Linked DNA regions of Mus musculus: region 1 is linked to region 2. A link is a contact called in public promoter capture Hi-C data. All regions are on one chromosome and are shown on one strand. The core of a region is the stretch at or near the end of the contact, and the rest is flanking DNA. Distances in the headings are between cores, read along the strand shown.

Evidence for each region. Promoter capture Hi-C pulls out the DNA fragments that hold promoters and counts their contacts.
Region 1: a contact with region 2 is called in a promoter capture Hi-C map of liver, with 2.3 times the contacts expected there. The contact joins the enhancer-like site here to the promoter of Mgrn1 in region 2. A contact is called at or near these places in 1 of 39 promoter capture datasets (liver), 1 of 115 datasets of contacts at active chromatin or transcription factors (pancreatic cancer cells) and 1 of 9 other capture datasets (pancreatic islet).

Annotation. Positions count from the first base shown.
Region 1 is chr16:5,107,090-5,111,448 of GRCm38.p6, forward strand. It overlaps Ppl (periplakin), which reads right to left. Exons shown (of 22, transcript NM_008909.2): 3 at 368-522. Among named protein-coding and RNA genes, the nearest start is that of Ppl, 23 kb to the right of the region's middle. Within about 2 kb of position 2,947, at least 11 of the 459 cell types and tissues checked have an H3K27ac peak or open chromatin away from gene starts, as enhancers often do. A contact at or near this core is called in liver, where this site is marked.
Region 2 is chr16:4,884,490-4,888,712 of GRCm38.p6, forward strand. It overlaps Mgrn1 (mahogunin, ring finger 1), which reads left to right and starts at 1,611. Exons shown (of 17, transcript NM_029657.4): 1 at 1,611-1,984. The coding sequence starts at 1,897.

The DNA.
Region 1 (4,359 bases), core at 1,697-4,196, 220 kb after region 2:
CCACTGCTCACTGAAGCACAAGCCCAGCACAGGCAGAGGCAGGGCTGTGTCACATAATGACAAACACGGGGACACGGAGCATGGAAAGTACCCTGACCCGTGGGGTGCTGGATCACTGTGTTGAGCTGCAGTGTGGCCATAGCTCAGGAGACATGATGGCCATGGAGTCCTGAAGCAATGGGATTGTCAACTCCCAAAGCCTCAGTCCTCACCTACAGCCTGGTCATTAAGTATAACTTAAGGCCTTGGGCGTCCACCTGCCCTGTGCAATGCTACAGAAAGAGGGGTCCTGAAGACTGGCGAGCTCCAGCCCTCCTTCCTAGACCCCAGCCTAGCACGCTCACTGGGACACACAGAAAGGGCTTACTCCTCGGCGATCATGTCCCCCTGTGGGTGCTTCATGTGCTTGGCGATGGCCGAATCTGCCTCCAGCACGTACAGCAGCTTTTCTGAGTCAGACACGTTCTGCAGGGCCGCGTCCCGGTGCTCAGGGAGCTGCCCCTCTTGCATCCGGGCCAAGTCCTGAGAAGGAAAAGAAAAGGTAACAGTGGAGACTCCAAGTCTGTAGTGATACCACAGGGCCTGAGGGGCAGGGCCAGCTGAGGGCTCCTCTGACTTCATCCAGACTGGCTCTCACCAAACAGCTGGGCACCAAGACACAGGGGTAAACAGTCCCACTGGTTCCTAGGTTGGCTCTGCCTGCCAGGTGCTCATAACCCAAGTTGGGAGACTGCCTACAAGGCAAGCTGATGGACACCCCACAGGCACCAGAGCTCAGGGAGGCACTGCTGAGGCGCTGAATAAACTAGGATGAAGGACAGAGGAAAAATGTGTTCCAGGCAGAGGGGACAGCCTGTGCAAAGGCCCTGAGGAAAGACAGAGCAAGCCACGATCGAGGGACCAGTAAGAGACTAGTGGGGGCAGGGATGGGAGGGAGACCAGAGCAGAAGTGAGGTCTGTTCACATGACCTGTGGACACAGAGCACAGAAGGACCCCAAGGAAGGACCAATCGCACGGCTCCTTCCATACCTAAGTTGTGGCTTCCAGGAGCCATGCAGCTGGCCTTCAACATTAGGGTGAGAGCTGGAATTGCTGGTGGTGTCACCTGTTGACCTAGGCAACTGCTAGGCTGGTCATAGTGGTGATAGAAGGAAAAGTGGGTGGGTAGATATTTAGTGTGTATATGTGTGTGTGTGTGTGTGTGTGTGTGTGTGTGTGCGCGCGCGTGCACGTGCATGCAGAGGCCACTAGAGAGCATCAGATCCCCTGGAGTTAGATTTACAGGCAGTTGTAAACTGCCCATCATGGGTGCTGGGAACCAAACCCTGGTCCTCTGAATGAGCAGCAAGTGCTATTAACCCTTGAGTCATCCCTCCAGCCCCAGGCAGTGTGTCTAGACACAGTCTGTCTACTCCAGCAGCCACGAAACCTGGCTATATTTTTAGCACCAAGCTGGAGTCCAGGGATGAATCCCTAAGGGTCTCAGAGTTCATCAGGGGAAGCGAGGATGTCAGTGAGTTAGGCTGAAGGCAGGATAAGCAACACTGGGTACCTACAGCAGTAAGGCCTCCTGATGGCTGGCTGGCTCTGGACGTCCCATCTCTACCTGCCTTCAGAAGAGGAAAGTTGAGGCTGGGAAGCAGTTCTGGGTATAGATGCTTGCCTAACAGGTGCAAAGACCCAGATTCTGTCGAGAAGCACAGAAACCAGAAGAGAGAAACAGGGCTGGGGATGCCTCTCAGTGGCAGAAGTAATTCCACCAGGAAAATGAGACTGGAGAGAAGCATACAGGTGACCATGGGCATGGGATTCCATTTAGGTGAAAAGCCCCCAGCTGGTAGGCCTAAGGGCAGGAGGCAGAAAGCTGCTTGGCATGGGGCTAGGAACGTCATGAGTGGAAATGGCAGAGAGCCCACTGGCTCTGACCTGTGAGAACATCACAGAGCTCTAACGAGGTCCTAAATATACTGGGCGGTGCCCTGGACCACCACACCTTGTAAAGTGTAAAGCGTAAAGCAGACATCGTGTTTAAAAGTGGGAAGAAAAGCTGTGGTGGTGAATGAAGGTGACCTTGGCACTGGAGGGGCTGAGGAAGAAGGGTCAAACTCAAGGTCAGCCTCCAGTGCATAGCAAGACCTTATTTCGAAAAACAAAGGGAACTGGGGTTGAAGAGATGGCTCAGTGGTTATGAGCACTGGCTGCTTTTCCAGAGGCCCTGGATTCAGTTCTCAGTGCCCACACAACTCACAGGATTCCCTAATTCCTGTGGGTCAAAAGTCCTCTTCTGGCCTCCCCAGGTGTGAGGTTTGCATGTGATTCAGGCAAAACACCCAGACATACACAACAGAAACAAATAAATCTTTAAAAATAAGGAACAAAACTCAGGAAGGTTCCTGATAGGATTGCTGAGTGGGTAGGACATCTGCCACCAGGCTGATGAACCGAGTTCAATCTCAGCACCTACATGGTAGACAGAGAGAACCAACTCCTACAAGTTGCCTTATGATCTTCACACATGTGCCATGGTGTGAGCACACACAACAAGCAAGCAAACAAAGGGAGGAAGGACAAGGAAAATGAACCAGACCCAGTTATGTCATCGGTTCGAAGCCAGCCTGGGCTTCATCGGGATTGCCTGAAAGAAGGAGGAGGAAGAAGACAGAGCCGAGGACAGGGAGGTGCAGCCCAGTGGCAGTGTGTGTTCTTAGCAGGCGAGACCTTGGGTTCCATCCTGAGGATTGGAAAAGTAAGAATAAAAACAGAAATTCGAAAAGGAAAAAAGGAGGGATGGGTAGCGAGATGGCCTAGTGTCATGGGGATTCCCATCCATGGCTACCTGGGGCGCTGAGCAGGGTGGGAGCCTGGCTCTCCCAGTGACCTGGAGCTGAGGCTATCAAGTGGAAGGCCAGGCATCGCTGACCTGGGGCAGGCAACACAACATGCTCCCTGGCTTGGGCAGAATATTACCCTCTCAGTCACTGGCTGACCCAAGGCCGCCTGGGCCCCACAGTGTCAAAGATGAATGTTTCAGAAGCCAAGTCTGTTAATCATTACTGAGTCCTACCGGTGAGTCTGGGGTGGGGGCACATCTGGCTTAGGTGAGGAGACCTGCTCGGGGGACCCTGGGCGGGTGACTAAGGGCTCAAGTCAGCCAAACTAGTGGGCAGTGAGAGTGTGGGGGCCTAGGGAGGGTCACCTCTGGGGGGTGAGCACCAAAGGCTTTTTAGAGAATTCGTAACCAGGTAATGAATCCTGCCTCGGTGACTTTCTACCAAAGCACAGATTCACAGGGGTGAACTCATAGATGGAGGCCACTTCTGGGGTCTTTCTGTGATTTACACCCTGATAAAATGGTCCTTCAGGCCAGAGGAATTGATAGGGCTGGTGCAAGACAGGTTGACTGGTGGACAGGTAGGAGAGCAGTGTGGTCCAGTGTGGGCACTGGGCAGTGTTGGTGGAGGGGCTACAAAGGAAACCGCTCCATCCATCCTTCGGGCTGTCTGCAGCTTCAGACATCTGCCCACAGGACATGTCACTGGAAAGTTCTGTGCATAGGGATATGCAGGTCACTTAACGAAGAGACAGAGTAGGGGAGTGGCTGGGAAAGAGAGAGCAGGGGGCATTGCCTAAGGGTGAGGGGGCTCCCTGGGAATGGGGTGACGCTAACATTGTACTTGTGGCTCTTTAGCAGTTCAGCTTATGTTACTCAAGTATCTCTCACTAATTTAAAACATGGAAAGTTCAGGAAAACATTTGGACAATATAATGATACCTTCTACAAACAAGAGAAAAGGAAAGGGAGACAGGAAGGGGGAAAGGAGGGAGGGGAAGAGAGAAGAAAGGACGAAGGAAGGAAAGGATTTGGCCCAGGTACTCTACAAAAGTGGCTGCTGGTTTGTTTTGGTTTTTTGTTTGTTTGTTTGTTTGTTTGTTTGTTTTTCTTCAACTTTGTTCTGTTGAAATTAAGAAGCAGCTCAGAGCCTGGTCTACAGAGTGAGTTCCAGGACTGCCAGGGCTACACAGAGAAACTTTGTTTCCAAAACCCAAAACAAACAAAAAAAGAAAAAACTGAAGCAGCTCAGGGTTGGGGTGTTGCTCAGTGGTACAGCACCTGCCTAATATGCGCACAGTACTGGGCTCAGTCCCCGAGCACTGCATACAGGTACACAAGCACACGCACAGGCAGGCTGTTACTGTTTGAGCCATTTCCCCAGCAGACACAAAGGCAAGCCTGAACCTGCATAGATTTCTCCTTCCTACTCTCTGCCTCTCTCTCTCTCTCTCTCTCTCTCTCTCTCTCTCTCTCTCTCTCTCTCTCTCTCTCTGTCACACACACACACACACACACACACACACAC
Region 2 (4,223 bases), core at 361-2,860:
GATTATGCCTTAGACTGTGAATCTCTGCTTCCAGTGTAAGAGGAAAGAGTTTCCAGCCAGGAAATGTAGCTTCTCATCTAACTTCTTGGCTGCCCTCTGCTGCTCCTTAGTTGAACTTTGGAGGACCTCTGGTGTCCTGGAGGGTCCCAACTAGGTCTCAACAACATGGTCTCGAGGGAAGTCTTGTCTCTGGTGAGTGGCACTAGCCCTTTATGGTTTGAATATTATTATATTCAATTACATATATTATTCCATCATTCAGCCATTTTGGCCACCTCCTCACACAGCTTTCAGCCTATCAATTCTTTTTGTTTTGTTTTTTCGAGACAGGGTTTCTCTGTATAGCCCGGGCTGTCCTGGAGCTCACTTTGTAGACCAGGCTGTCCTCGAACTCAGAAATCCGCCTGCCTCTGCCTCCCGAGTAAAGACGTGCGCCACCACGCCAGGCTTCAGCCTATCAATTCTTGATATTTTCTCTCTTCCTTCACCGGACTTTGGAGGATAGCAATAGGCCAAGTTGGCCTGAAAATTGATGTCCTCCGTACCTACGATGCAGCAACTCAGGATGGAGCCCATGATGCACATTTCTGCTGGCCAGCAGAAGAGGTTGGGGTGACGACAGACATGGCCCAGACCAGGCCGCACCGAGGCACACCCACCGCGCGAGGGTATTTTTTTGCTCACTTGAGGTCTTCACTTAAGGCCTATGCTTGTCACCTTATCTACAAGGGACAGGGGGAGGATCTTCAAGGACTTTGCATTCAGGTTTAGTATAGTTTGAACTATGGTGAAGTCACCACCTGATACTTCACTACCTGCTGGTCTCCCTAGCTGCTCTCCTGGAACAGCAGGTTCAAGATGGGAGGCACTTCTAAGAAACTCAACTCCTCTGAGAATCATAAAAACATACCCTGGCATCCTCAAAGCAGTGCGTGTGTGCGCGCGTGCGTGTGTGTGAGAGAAGCCAGGGCATAGCTTGTAAATTAATGTTGCAATCCGTATCCTGATTTTTCTGAACTTGCTTTTAGCATATTATTTGCCGTCTGCCCTGCTTTGTGCCTCAGTTTCCCTATGTGTCAAAGGGGGAGAAATCTGTCTTCTGAAAATTCCGTGTCCATTGTAAATGTTTCTGTGTAGCCCTAGCTGTCCTGGAACTCACTCTGTAGACCAGGCTGGCCTCGAACTCAGAAATCCGCCTGCCTCTGCCTCTGCTGGGATTAAAGGCGTGCGCTACCAAGCCCGGCTTTTTATTTATTTATTTATTTTTTAATGTTTTGACTTCTTGACCAAGGCTCCAAGGCTTGGTGGTTACCCAGTTGTCCTCTGGTTAAAGGTATTCCCTTTGCGGCTGAGGATGGGAGAAGAACCTCGGGAAGTGGGGGAGAGCTACTGTAGAATTGTCGACATTTTCAGACTTGGTTTACATGGGAGACGCTCGAAATTCTGAGGGTGTCTAAATGTAGACAGAAGATGAAGGGACTGAGGCATTCCGGTTTCAGTATCCAGCTGGGCAGCCGAGGTTAGCGTCGTGTGAAGGAGATAACCCCCTTAGCCGGAGCCTCTTGGTTCGACCCACTGTGGCTACTCACGTGAGAGGTGGTGGTGGTGGTGGTGGTGGTGGTGGTGGTGGTGGCAAGCTTGGGAAGCGTAGTACGCAGGCGCATTGGCTGCCTGGCCTGGACTCCATTTCCCCTGGAACTGCGGGGCGGGGGCGGGGGCGGGGCGCCGGGCCTAGGCCGGGGCGGCCGGGGGCGGGGGCTGTGGAGAGGTGCCGCGGCGGCGGCGGCGGTGGCGGCGGTGGGTACGCGTTGGTGCGGCCTGTTTTGGGCCATGTCCGTGTGAGGACGCCGCAGCCGACAACCTCTCCTCTCCGGCTGGCCGGTAGAAACGCGCACCATGGGCTCCATCCTGAGTCGCCGCATCGCGGGCGTAGAGGACATCGACATACAGGCCAACTCGGCCTATCGCTACCCTCCGAAGTCCGGTGAGCTTCCGAGGACGCGGACCGCGGAAGGGGGCTGGAACGGGGACTGGGGACTCCAGGAGGCCCGGGGATCAGACGCGCGAGCGCCCTGCCCTGTCGCGGACCCTCCTCCTGTGCCCCTTCCCGGTACCTGTGGAGTTTGAGGCGTGGCTGCGGCCCTGGCTAGCCCTGCTGGCCGCAGACGCACCTTGCGCGGCCTCTTTTTAACTGGTGACCTTGGGCCACTCACTTTGTGTATGCACCGATACTTGGCATCTCTGGGATCAGACTGCATTGGTAGTGAGGACACCCTCACCACCGACCCGGTGGTGCCGGCTTTGGAGGCATGAAGACCGGCCCTGGATTGTGACAACTCATTAGGATTTGGACCCAGGCTTTCCTCTTCCCGTGCGAGTGAGGGACACTGGTGTTTGACCTAGGGAGGTGATCGATAGGGAGGTGCTGGGTTCCATTGGAGGACAGGATAATGGTTTGAATGGTTAGAGAGAACTACTGACCTTTCCCTCTCATTCAGGGCAGACTCACTGGTAGATTATGGGAGCTGGATGGGGGCAGAGTTGGAACCAGCATCAGATATCAGATGTGGGATCCCAGAGGAGCCTTGCTCCTATTCTCATTCATAGTCTCTGCTCTCTCTCTCTCTCTCTCTCTCTCTCTCTCTCTCTCTGTCTGTCTCTCTCTCTCTCTCTCTCTCTCTGTGTATGTGTTTAAAATAAGGACAGTATGTCATGTAGCCCAGCATGGCTCCAACTCCTTATGAGAGTGACATTGAGCAAACACTGGTCCTCCTGCCTCTACCCTCCCAGTGTTGAGATTTGAAATGTGCACTTTGCCCTGTTTTATGAGGTGCTGGAGACTTGAACTCAGCGCACTGTGCATGGTAGTCAAGCATTATATTAACTTAGTCACATTCTTAGACCAGGCCTTTTTCTAAGACAAAAGTCCTGTTATATAGCTCTGGCTGGCCTGGTACTCAGTTCTCCAGCCTTAGGCTTCTGGTGCTGAGACTACAGGTGTGTCCTGCTACACACAGCAATGCCTGGTGCCTTGTCAGCTACATTTACTTCTACACAACTTCTTGGCGGGGTAGAACGCTGGGCCTTTAGATCCGGTTCTAAGTGTTGAATGTGATGTTTGGTCCTGAGGTGTTTTCAGACCAAGCCGGCCAGATTTCCTGTGTGGCTGAGAAGAGTCTGCCCCCATTAGTTGGACAGCTTATTAAATGTTTCGGGCTGTGCTTCTAGACTTTCTTTGCCCTAGGGATCTGCATTTTAAGCTAATTTTCTTTGGTGTGTTTGATGCCCACTCAAGTTTGAGATAGTATTCTGTTAGTGTGAAGATCTGGGAACTCCCAGGATGAAAGAACAGGAAACTGGCACTATTTAGTGACACTTTTCAGTGAATGGGATGGAATCACATGTCAGTGTAGGGAGACCTGCTTGCCTGTGTGCATTGCTAGTACAGGCTGCAGCTCCAGAGGTTTCCTTGGAGACTTGAAGGACTAGTGTGTGCACATCTGAGACAACAGTTGTTAACCCTCCACTGAGATTCTCCTTGTTTGTCTTCTGCTGAGTGACCTTGATTAAGTTTGCTTATTTGCATCTCAGTTTCCTCTTCTCGGAAAAGGGTGCTTAGAACTACGCCAGGCACATAAGATTTTTCTGTAAATGTTGGCTACTATAACTGCTTCAAAGGTAGCTAGATGATTGGCCCAGACCCTGCCTGTATGTGGCAGTGGTGTGGCAGATACTGGAAAGCTAGCTTCCCTCACCTGGCACCTGAGTACCATTAATGCCCCTTCACTTAGGCAGTTGCATAAAACAACAATGCATGGCCTGTGCACACACTACAAATCCACAGAACTAGGCATTTCCAATTGTTAAGATGTTCCTCTAACCTGGATGGGGTTACTGGCACAGTAACCTGGGATGCCATTCATACATTGCTGAGTTCTGGGCCTGCCTAGTCCAAAGATTTTTGTTTGTTCCGCATGTGTTTGGTGCTGGCAATCGCACCTAGAGAATGCTACTCTGTTTCATACCCTCCTGGATAACAATATAAACAATGTGTCTTTTCGTTTTTCTTCTGTCCTAGTCTTTCACTTACCATGGGGTCCTTAAGATCTTGTGCAGGAAACTGGGGCTGAGAGAAAGGCGAGGAACACTTGAAGGGTACTCCCATGAACTGTTCATCTGTACAAAATTGTAGTTTCAGCCTTCTGCTGGTTTTCTTTATTTGA